4 separate regions of the Mus musculus genome follow, and all the other regions are linked to region 3. A link is a contact called in public promoter capture Hi-C data. All regions are on one chromosome and are shown on one strand. Each heading gives the region's core, a stretch centred on a gene start, on an enhancer-like site or on the middle of the called end of the contact. The rest is flanking DNA. Distances are from core to core; before and after follow the strand shown. Region 1 overlaps Kcnq1 (potassium voltage-gated channel, subfamily Q, member 1). Region 2 has its middle 20 kb from the start of Ascl2. Region 3 holds the start of Trpm5 (transient receptor potential cation channel, subfamily M, member 5). Region 4 overlaps Kcnq1 (potassium voltage-gated channel, subfamily Q, member 1).

What was found. Promoter capture Hi-C pulls out the DNA fragments that hold promoters and counts their contacts.
Region 1: a contact with region 3 is called in a promoter capture Hi-C map of liver, with 2.7 times the contacts expected there. The contact joins the enhancer-like site here to the promoter of Trpm5 in region 3. A contact is called at or near these places in 5 of 39 promoter capture datasets (the 3T3-L1 cell line, HPC-7-derived erythroid cells, embryonic stem cells and 2 more), 1 of 484 Hi-C or Micro-C datasets (the N1E-115 cell line) and 3 of 9 other capture datasets (adipose tissue, embryonic stem cells and pancreatic islet).
Region 2: a promoter capture Hi-C map of embryonic stem cells shows a contact between it and region 3, with 3 times the contacts expected there. The contact joins the enhancer-like site here to the promoter of Trpm5 in region 3. A contact is called at or near these places in 16 of 39 promoter capture datasets (the 3T3-L1 cell line, 3T3-L1-derived adipocytes, the C10 cell line and 8 more), 1 of 15 datasets of contacts at CTCF or cohesin (large pre-B cells), 1 of 484 Hi-C or Micro-C datasets (bone marrow-derived macrophages), 1 of 115 datasets of contacts at active chromatin or transcription factors (double positive thymocytes) and 4 of 9 other capture datasets (adipose tissue, liver, macrophages and 1 more).
Region 4: a contact with region 3 is called in a promoter capture Hi-C map of liver, with 2.4 times the contacts expected there. The contact joins the enhancer-like site here to the promoter of Trpm5 in region 3. A contact is called at or near these places in 4 of 39 promoter capture datasets (the 3T3-L1 cell line, embryonic stem cells, liver and 1 more), 1 of 484 Hi-C or Micro-C datasets (cardiomyocytes) and 1 of 9 other capture datasets (adipose tissue).

What each region holds. Positions count from the first base shown.
Region 1 is chr7:143,348,630-143,351,329 of GRCm38.p6, reverse strand. The region is part of intron 11 of Kcnq1 (potassium voltage-gated channel, subfamily Q, member 1); the gene reads right to left. Among named protein-coding and RNA genes, the nearest start is that of 4933417O13Rik, 19 kb to the right of the region's middle. Within about 2 kb of position 1,284, at least 14 of the 459 cell types and tissues checked have an H3K27ac peak or open chromatin away from gene starts, as enhancers often do.
Region 2 is chr7:142,948,326-142,951,025 of GRCm38.p6, reverse strand. No RefSeq gene overlaps it. Among named protein-coding and RNA genes, the nearest start is that of Ascl2, 20 kb to the left of the region's middle. Within about 2 kb of position 1,280, at least 14 of the 459 cell types and tissues checked have an H3K27ac peak or open chromatin away from gene starts, as enhancers often do. A contact at or near this core is called in embryonic stem cells and trophoblast stem cells, where this site is marked.
Region 3 is chr7:143,093,321-143,096,020 of GRCm38.p6, reverse strand. It overlaps Trpm5 (transient receptor potential cation channel, subfamily M, member 5), which reads left to right and starts at 1,379. Exons shown (of 25, transcript NM_020277.2): 1 at 1,379-1,455.
Region 4 is chr7:143,312,768-143,315,467 of GRCm38.p6, reverse strand. All of the region lies in intron 11 of Kcnq1 (potassium voltage-gated channel, subfamily Q, member 1), which reads right to left. Among named protein-coding and RNA genes, the nearest start is that of 4933417O13Rik, 17 kb to the left of the region's middle. Within about 2 kb of position 1,332, at least 37 of the 459 cell types and tissues checked have an H3K27ac peak or open chromatin away from gene starts, as enhancers often do. A contact at or near this core is called in liver, where this site is marked.

The DNA of each region.
Region 1 (2,700 bases), core at 35-2,534, 260 kb before region 3:
TGCCTTCTCACCAGTTTGCGTCTTATAGGATTTGTGAAGGGCATATCTTCTGAGCCTTCCCATTGTGGAGGATTAGGTTTTATACAACGTATCCACTCTAGCATTGCAATTTCCCTGAGCCTTAAAATCCCTTGTCAACACTAAGCCAAGGGATATCAGGCATCTTCAACTCCTTTTCAGTAGGCCATCTTTCGATAAACACTTCAACAAACCATTCAAACAAACTTTTGACACATCCACAGCATAAAGAAAAATACTGGTAAAGCCTGTGCATTAAGGCTGGCAGGGCAATGGGGTGGAGCAAGACCTTAGGCGTTATAAACATATATGTGACCATTGGCTTTATCGTCGAAGCTGTTTCCATCGGGAACCAATGTTCTCAGTAAATGTGCTTAGACACCATAAGAAGAGACAGACACTGATTCCTCCCTCACCACAGCTGCAAAGCTAGCCTGTCAGGCCTTGAACAGGAAGCTGCCGAGATCAGGGTGTGAAAGGCCATAGAGTGTCTGCATAGCCTTGGGCTAGGTAAAGGTTTCCTTATGGACTCCTGGGAACATGAGCCATCGGAGAAAAATTCCAGTAACGCTGGACTGACAAACTGGAGGCTGCCTGAAACCCTTCATTCCAGGCCTGGCTTGAGGAGATATGACTCTGACCTTTTTCCACCACTCTCCAAAGGCCTGAAAGTGGGTGAAAAGTGGGATTCCATGAGTATCTCACTGGGAAGGGTCCTTCCTCAACTGTGATTGTAGATTGTAGTCTTGAGAACCTCCAGTTTTGGCTGTGGTAGCCACCAGCCTGAATCTTGTATTTCCATCCCTTGGTTTCTGTTTTCATACACACACACACACACACACACAAATATATTTTAAATCATATATCTTTTAAGTTAGGTGATTCAACAACAACAACAAAAAAAAAAAGAGTTGGGCACGGTTGCACATACCTATAATCCTAGCACTCTGGAAGCCAAGGCAGAAGAGTTGTAGTGAGTGTGAGGCCAGAGATTAAGACTCTGTCTCAAACAAACAAGTAGATAAACTTAAGCAAAGGTTACTCAGCCCTCGGTATTACTCCATTGCTGAAAGCCTCTTATGTAGCTGTCTGCCATTAACACAGTTACATGAGCTGTCATAAAGTTCTCCTTAGCTTGAACATCTATGTTCCCCTGACAAGGGTGGGGCTAGTGCTAGGTCTCAGGCCTGTGGACAGTGCTGGGACACACATTCCCTTTTCAAGGTCTGAGTACCAGAGTTTCCTGTGGGTGCAAAGCCAGACAGGCCCTTGCATACCAGTCATGTGACTCCCCCACCTCAGAGATGATGTCACATTTTTAAAGTGATGGCTATACACTGAGGAACCAAATGTGCTTCCTCTGCTGTGGTGGAAGCAGGCTGGGGCAGGGGGTTCCTTAAAAATGTGACCCCTCATAACCACAGCTCTACATATGTATTCTAAGAAACGAAGACACAAATTCATATAAGAACACAGATGTGAGGGTCATAGCAGTGCAATTCAGAGTAGATCTAAAAATCTGTCAGCAGGCAGACACACACAAGCACGGTTTGTCCGTGCAACTGAGTATCATTCAGCCACACAAACTAAGAGTGGTGACATTTTGACACATATCACAAAACAAATAAACCTACAGGGCATTGTGCTAGGTAAAAGAAGCCAGCCACGACTGACCCCAGGCTGGAGAGCCCCAGCTCTATGAAATGCTCAGAATAGCACATTGTGGAAATTTGAGATCGGTGGTCCTTTAGGCAGGGAGGATACGGGGTGACTGCTGATGGGTGAAGGTGGCTTTTGAGGGTGATGAAACGCTCCACGGTTAGCTAGTGGTGATGGCTGCACAGAGTGTGACCATGCTGACGTGTGCACAGAGCATTGTAGCAGGAGTGGCTGCCTTGCAGATCTCTGCAGAGAGCTCAGCTGGAGAGATAGGGAAGCTCTGGAGGGTGGACAGAACCCCTTTCTCGGGTATCCCAGGAACCCAGGCAGGCAACCAGTGGGCCCTGAAGTTGGTCTCATTTCCTCTCTGTGTGCACAACAGTCCATCCTTGCCCCTTCTGCCCAACCCCCAGACAGTGGATCACAGGGGATGCTTCCAAGAGACAAAGCTCAGCTCCTGTGATTCCCCCCACCCCACACTGCAATCCTTGCTGTAGCTCCCTGCTACACCCAATGATACCCACATCATTCTCAGGGTAGCTCTCGGTTCATTATCAAAAAACAGGACAGTGAACTTTGACTCTCTTGGCAGGTCTAAGTGATGTCTCATCACGTAGAGTGTTCAATGGATGGTTTTTATGTCTTTGTCAAATTATTTCCATATTAGCCATCCATGTGAGCCACCCTTTGCTGGGCCCCCGCCCAGGCCAGCCATAGCAGACATTCTTGTTTGGCACTAACATTCTGCAGGGTCTCAGGGGCAGGTGGCTGCAATGCAAAGGTCACCCATTTCAACTGTCCCAGAGCTGAAAGAGGAGGGTGATTCTGTTTCCCCAGTCAAGGCTCTTGGGTCTGAGTGTCTGCATACACTAAAAACTTCATCTCCAAGGAGACTGTGGTGGGGCCTTTGGGAGGACATTAGGTCATGAGAGGGGCACCCACATGAATAGGGTTAATGATCTTATACAAGAAGCCTGAGGGGGTTTAGTTATCTCTTTTTGCCCTTCTGCCATCTGCCACAGG
Region 2 (2,700 bases), core at 31-2,530, 140 kb after region 3:
CTGGGAATTGAACCCAGGTCCTCTGCAAGAGCAGTAAGTGTTCTTGACCACTGAGATATCTTCTTGACCCCATGGATTTTTTTTTTATTGTACCATTTTGTTCCCATTTTTGGCTTATTAAAGTCAATCTTTCTATTTTGTTTTGTTTTGAGATTTTGAACCTAGGATCTTGTGCATAGTGGGCAAGTACTCTAGTACAGAACTACATCCCTAACTCTGGTTTATTTATACCCCCTTGATAAAAAATTTGCCTTGGATTTTATTTTATATCATAACATATTATGCAATATCACACATACACATGTGCAAACACAAACTTAGTTATTTAATCAATGGCTACCAGATAATAATATCACACTGTTTTATGTATCATGGTAGGAATATTTTTAAAGATTGGTTCTTCTTCTTCTTCTTCTTCTTCTTCTTCTTCTTCTTCTTCTTCTTCTTCTTCTTCTTCTTCTTCTTCTTCTTCCTCTTCCTCTTCCTCTTCTCTCTCTCTCTCTCTCTCTCTCTCTCTCTCTCTCTCTCTGTGCGTGTGTGTGTGTATGTGTGTGTGTGTGTGTGCCACCTGTGTGTAGGTGATTGCAGAATCCAATAGATGGTATTAAATCCCCTGGAACTGGAGTGGCAGATGTTTGTCTGCACTCTTCTTCTAGGCTTCTATTCTGAGATCTCAATTAAATATGCGTTAGAGTTAAATATCAAAGCTCTGTCAGTGCAGGAGGATGGGGGTGGGGCGCCGGTCTGTTTTTATGGCTATCCCTGTATTTCCATGTCCTGTGGACCCAGCCTCCTCAGAGTTCCTCCTCCCCCTCCTGCTGTGGTTCCGGGGTGCACAGCTCACTCCTCACCACAGGTTTGTGGGCTTCTAGAATTCCCCGGATGGGCTGTTCTTCGATGGCACCCTAAGCTGGATGGTTTTCTTTCTCCCCCTCAGGGAGAGCCTTCTCTCTGCAGTAGCAAGCAGCTTTCCCCCCAGGAGCAAATAAACTAACTGGCTGAGTTTGCGCCCTGGGCAGTGTGTTAGTCACCTTTCTGTGATTTTGCTTCGACAAAATACTTGAGAAAAACAACTGAGAAAGGATTTAGTTTGGCTGGTGGTTTTAGTCTCCTGGTGGGGTGGGGACTGGCTGCATTGTTTCTTGGCCAGTTGTGGGGGTGGGGGGTGGGGGTGGGGGGAAGACAGCCTCGTGACAGAAGGGTGTGGCAGAGCAGACCTGCTCTAGTCAAGGTGGTGGGGAAGCAGGAAGCAGAGTGAGGACAGTGCTGAGGCTAAGTATACCCTTTAAAGTCACACTTCCCAGTGACCTACTTCCCCATCCAGGCCCCTCCTCCTAAGAGCCCAGCTAATTGTGAGTTCATCAGTAGATTCACCCTTGGATTTAGTCAACTAATGAGCCAATCACCTCTCAGTAGTGTCATTAGCTTGGGGCCAACTCTGTAACCCCTTTTTTGTTGGGGGGGGGGATATTTAATTGAAGAGCTATGGACACTTGATGTCTCCTGGGAGAAGGAGAGTCAGCTATCTATCTATCTAAATATCTATCTGGAGTCAAAGGGTTATTTAAAAAAAAAAAAAAACAAAAAACCCAGCCAAACATCATGGTGACACATGCCTTTAATCCCAATACTTGGAAGGTAGAGGCAGGCAGATCTCTGTGAGTTGGAGACCAGTCTGGTCTACATAGAAAGTTCCTGAACAGTCATGGTTACATAGAAAGACCTTGTCTTAAAAAGAAAAATTAGACAGGAAGTTGATGGGTGTGGGTTGGGAAGATGGGTGGATCTAAGGAATTAGGGGGAAGACTTGGGGGGGATAATTATGATCAAAATGCATTGTATGAACTCTCAAAGAATTAATACGAATATTTTTAAAGTAGCTATAATTCAAGGTTGTCTTGGGTCTGGATACCAAGGGGTCCTGGACATTGAGTTGCAGGGCAAGACCACAAGAGACAGGCAGCTGATCAACTATGTCCAGAGAGCTGCAGTGTGGCCTGACTTCTGTCAGAGAGAGAGAGAGAGAGAGAGACAGACAGACAGACAGACAGACAGACAGACAGAGAGTCTTTAAAGGATCTGTAACCTGACACACAGTATGGGGGATCCCAAGATACCCACTAATCCCCTTTGTAAGTATCCAAAGATATGCATGGACACTCTCAGTGGGTGGTGGCATGTATCAATGCACTCCAAATTGAAGCAAACCTAAGCTGCTTAGGTTTCTGTCAACTTGACACAAGCTAGAGTCATCAGGGAAGAAGGAACCTCAACTGAGAAAATGACACCATTTTTTTTTTCTGGTAGGCAAGTCGGTGGTGCATTTTCTTGATTAAAGATTTAGCTCACTGTGGGTGGTACCACACCTGGACAAGCGGTCCTGGGGTGTGTAAGAAAGCTGGCTGATCAAGACAGAACAAGCCAGTAAGCAGTGTTCTTCCATGGCCTCTGTTTCAGTGGCTGGCTGCCTTGAGTTACTGCTGTGACTTCCCTTCCCGATAAACTGTAAGATGAAATAAACCCTTTCCTCTCCAAGTTGCTTTGAGCCAGTGTTTTATCACAGCAAGGGAACCTAGAAAGGGAGTGGTGTAAGATCCAGGAAGATGGGGAAGTTAGAGGGTTCAGAAGCAGCAAATAGTAACTGACTAGAGGCGCTGCCTACAAGCTGGGCAGGGAGCTCCAGTGACACAGATTTTTGTG
Region 3 (2,700 bases), core at 130-2,629:
CTGTCCCCTCATCACAGTGCTCGTAATGAGAGCATACGGGCAATTGAGCCTTGCCCAATGTCTATCTGCCCAGGGCCTGGAATGGTTTGGAAGCTGCTTCCCACTAAATGGCTATCTCCCCAGACCCCACTTATGCCTTCATATGGCTCATGACTATGCACATGCTCAGGCACACAACTGCCTTTGGGCACATGTTCTGTATACTTTCATATTCTGCACTTGGGGTTGGCTGGGGCTGCCCAGGGTCCAGCAGAACTATGGGGGAAGTGGCTGTTGATGGGCAAATGAGGAAGCAAAGGTCATTTCAGATGACAAAGCAGCACTGAGCAACGCTGCTGGGGTGCCTGGGAAGTGAGCTATAGGGGATGTGCCCTGTGTGGGTGTGGGCCTGGGTGAAGGGGTCCTTGAAAGACATGGGAGCCTGTGGTGACAAGCCTGCAGGAGATGCTCCAAGGAGTGGTGCCCCAAGGGAGCAAAAGAAAAAGTGTCAGGGCCTTTCTGGGTTTGATTATTAGGATCACAGGGGTCCATGAAAGGTTGTGGGTAAGGAGAACCATAATATGGTATTGGCCTAGAACGGTTAGGGAATATTTGGTGCAGTCCTTCGAGTGTCCAAAAGATGGAGGTAAAGGGGCAGCAGCAGATGAAGGAAGGGTTCTGGAAGCACTCCTATTCTCCACCTAGTCCTCAGACATAGGAAGGCTAGGCTTTGGATTGCTTGGTGGACATGAACTTAGGCTAGATTTCTAGAATCCAGTGAACTCTGGCCTTGTTCTATACTGAGATCCGGCCATTCCACCTAGGCCCCCGCTATGTACCCTCCTCCAGAGCTGTACCCCACAGCTCTCAAGCACTCAAGGCTTATAGTCCCTGCTCTTCAGGGCTCAAGTGGCTAGAGCTGGTCTGAGCCCCCAGCCCAGCTTGTAATTTTAGAAGGGCATCAAATGGGCATGGCTTATGTCAAGGTAACATGACAGGTATGCTAGGGGACATGCTAGCTCAGATGGTGATGTAACTGTGGCCCTCTTGCTTAGGACAAAGCCAGAGGGAGACCCCTCTCCCTGCCCCACCCAGGTCCTGTTTTTGCCTGTGATCTTGGCGCCCTCTGGTGGCTAATGTTGGGTCCTTGGCTGCTGCCCAACCCCTATCCTCCTACCCCTGGGGTTCATGGCAAAGTAATGAAAGCCAGATCCTGTGGTCTCTGGGGGAAGGGCTCACAGAAACACTGTCAAGAGCTGTCATGAGGGTCTTCCCCAGTTATTCACAACCGCCTGGAAGCTTGGCATGAGTATCTCGGTCTACAGGAAGAGAAACCGGGACTTCGTGTTGAAGGAGCTGGATAGATCAACAGGAAAAAAGCCAGTGTCACAGCCATGAGAAGCATCACGAGCAACAGCCCTGAGCCTCAATTTGGAGGCAGTCCTCATGCAGTCCAAGGCACTGACTGCCTGACTGGTAAGTAGCTAGTACTCAGCTCACTCACACCATAGGATTCTCCAGGAGTGTGGCACACCACAGATCAGGGCAGACATCTCCAGACCTTCTGGGACCTCAGGAGACAGTTCATCTGCTTGCCTATCATCATTGGGACCACTTGTCAGACACCCTTTCATGGATCATGTGTCCTTAAGGCAGTTCTTGTTTCCTCAACTAGAGAAACTGAGGCTTGGTGAGAAATGAAGCAGAATTCCCATCTGACCTCTGATCTCATGTTAGAGTACAGACACCCAGGCCGTACTCATCGTCTGTGCCAGGCAGAGCCCAGGGAGGAAAGGACCCATGTTTCATGTAACCCCTCTTCATGTAACAGTGGGCTCTTGGCCAGCCTGGATGTGCTCTCAGACCAGTGGCACCAATCTAGCCCTTGGTGGATGGGTGGTACCCTAGGTTCACTCATGCCCAGCTTTCTAAGACATCATTGGCTGCCAGGTGCTGGGTGTGGCATGTGGGTGGATCGAGGGAGGAACACAGCCTGCAGTAGGTAAGTGCCTCTAACACTCAGCACCAGCAGCTACATGCCAGGAATCTGGAAGGAACGGGCAGGTAAGCTCACACCAGGGTCAGCTTGCATAGGAGTGGGGCCAGAAAGTCGCTCAGTCCTCTGCTGAGAAGGTAGGAAGGGCAAGCAGGAGCTATGTTCTAGCCACATTTCTACCTCATGTTCTCCATCAGGGATGGCATCATGAGGACAAGTCTGCCATGAGCAAGGGAAAGGGCTACCCATTGTTCGGGAGGGTCTGGGTGGAGGGCAATCCAAACTGTGAGCCTCAGACTTGGAGATTACATCAGCCGCAGCACCTTGGAAACTCAGCCCAAGCTCAGGGGCTGCAGGAGGGAGGGGTGTAGGGGTGGGGACCCAGCTCCTCATAGTTGTATCTACGTCCTGCTCTGTCAGCAATGTCAGGTCTCTTCACCAAGGGGATGAGGGGTGCCATGCTAATTCATGCATGCAGTGACCTTCTTAGTTTTACCCACATATCACTGTAAGCTGGCACAGAGAGTTTAGGGACAAGTACGTTCAGGACCCCAGGATTTGGGTGCCAGATCTGTCGTGCTCTGGGCTCTTCCTATCTTAGGGGCGGAGAAGTACATTTATTTCAGGCTCTTTCTGTGACCGTCTCAGCTAGTAAGAGCCTCCAAGGTCTCCACTGCCTTGGGATTAAGAATCTGTTTTTTGTCTTTCAGAATTCAGGCATAGGA
Region 4 (2,700 bases), core at 83-2,582, 220 kb before region 3:
TCAGCCCTGTCATCTGGGAGTTCATCTGAGAAGGGAGACCAGGATGGGGCATGTTCCATGTCAGCCTAGTGCTCAACTCCTGGAGGGAGCAGTCCCACAGACCTTGAACCATGGGACCTCGAGGCGATGCCCTGTCATCAGAATAAAACTTGACTTACTTTCTCAGCAGATGAGCCCTTCTCAGCCTCAGAATCAAGACAACACAGCCAAGTTGAGTTCTTTTTCCATGATCCTTAAAGAGCTGGGATGTCAGGGCTGGTGAGAGTGCTCAGACGGGAAAGGTACTTAACCAACCAACCTGATGACCCGAGCCTGATTTCCAGAGCCCACATGGTAGAAAGAAAGAATCAACTACAAGTTGTCCTCTGACCTCCACACACATGCTGTGGTGTACACACACACACACACACAGAGGGTGCTGAGCTCTGTTTTTTAAGGGAGCAGACCCTGGGGACTTGGGACAAAGTGAGCATTTAAGGGTGTTTTTCCCTGAGATCCAGATAGGTTCACAGGTCTCAGCCCCTGGAGGGTGGCTTTTTTACTTTCTGCCTCCATTTCCTGGCTCTCCTTTGTTCCCACAGCTGTTCATTGTACTCCTGGCTGCCCATGCCTCTTCTCTTCTACTCTTACAAGATTGTGTGTTTAAACAAAGTTAGAGAGCCAACAATACAGGCTTAAAAATGTTCCTGAAAGCAGGGCCAGGCTAGGAAATAATAGTCCTGGGGGAAGCAATGACTTCCTGGGTCTGTCCTCTCTTACCTGTCCTAATGCTGGCCCTGGTGTGAAAAGAGTCACTTAGTTGTCTTGATAGAAAAAGGCTTGGAGGCAGGGATGGAGAATTCTGTCTGGCTACCTGCAAGTCACTGTGTTTTCTTTGCTTTGTGGCTTCCCATAGCTGGACAAAGATTTGAAGAGAGACTGCATGTACAGCAAATGCAGGGTGGGCTGCGATTAAACACATGGGGAGATGTCTATCCATGTAATCACTGTGGGGCCATCTTATTTCCCATCCCCTAATCAACACTAGTCACTGCTGGTCATAATCTACAATGCCTTGTAGAAACCCATGTAACCTTTCTGCTGGGAGTGAAAAGGGAACACAAGATTCTTTATAACAGTAACCAGGGTCCTTAAAGCCCCACCCTTGCCACACTGAACAAGCAGAGAGAGAAGGAAGGACAGCTGGGGAGGCTTCATATTTGGTGTAAATCTTCAGTTTGTCACTTGGTAGTTGGCCAGCTAATCAGGGGCCCGCCAAATAGTTCCACACCTGACATCAGGATTCCTGGACTTGCTCAGTGGGGATTTGTTGAGCTTGGACTGTGTGTCTGGCCCATAGCCAGGGGCCACGCCCTCGGTTGCCCAATATGCAGGACGCACGTAGTGCTTGCTCCAGACTGCTCGTGGCTCCCTCAAAACACGGAAATAGTGGTTGTTCTACACTAGAAATACCAGGACCCATGGCCCGGTGTGAGCCACCAAGTTCCACACCACTCAGCAGAGGGAACTGGCTTCCAGAGGTCCCCTTCCACAGGGGACCTTCCAGTGTTCCCCTACCCCAACCAGGAGTTTGGAATCCTGGAGCTGCAGGGCTGGGCGACTAGGGAGCCTTTGAGATAAGGCACACTGGGAGACAGGCTGTAGAATTTCACCAGCCTGCAGTACTGAAGTTGTTTGTCTGCCTAGCCATTACTCAAGAGCCCTAGATACCTGAAGCTGAGCCCTGGGGCACAAACTGGACCGGTGATGGGGGAGGGACACATTCTGTCCTGAAGAGCCAGGAGACCTCAGTGTCTGACCAGAGGTCAGCTTCCCTGATGTGGCTCTGCAAACTAGCCACAGATTCCACCTGAAGCTGCCTCCCAGGTTTGTTAGATGGACCTGGGACGAAGAGACTGAGGCTCTTTAGAATTTCTTATTTTAAGTGCTTGTGAAATAGAGTCTTGATTTGTAGGCCTTGTTAGCCTGAAACTCAGTATGCAGATCAGGAGAGCCACAGCCTTATAGCAATCTTTCTGCCATGTGTCCCCAATCTACCTCCACCATGTTTTTGCTTAGCCCTTGAGCTTTGTGCCTCGTTCCTAATTTCTTTTCCTAGTGTCAGAGCCACTGAGTCTGGCACAGAGTGGGTCACATTATTTAGGAGATAGTCATGGTCAAAAGTAAAAAGCAAACTTACACAACATAAATAGCTATACAAAAGTATAATACAAATGACTACTAATGTAGTCCTGGGTCCTAAGATAGATGAGGTGGCCTGGGACTAGACTCTAGTCTCTGTGGCCTGGTCAGTGCTCTGGGGACAGGGATGCCCCTGTAACTGTGGGAACAATTAATGTAGGAGAGGTCAGAGGCAGGGTGCTCAGTGGTGTGGCTGAAATGTGCTTTTGTGGGGCACAGGGATGAATCCTGAAGCTATAGCCTTGAGGTTGTCAAGGAAACCTTGTTTTATCTCAGGTATCTGAGCTGTATCACATGGGTGGAGAGTGACCGCCCCTTGGTCCTCATCCTTCACTGAGCAGGTCAGCTAGAGAGGCCTGGCTGAGGCATGGGGCGAGATAGTTTTTTGGTTTTGTTTTTTGGTTTTTCAGGACAGGGTTTCTCTGTATGGCCCTGGCTGTCCTGGAACTCACTTTGTAGACCAGGCTGGCCTCAAACTCAGAAATCTGCCTGCCTCTGCCTCCCGAGTGCTGGGATTAA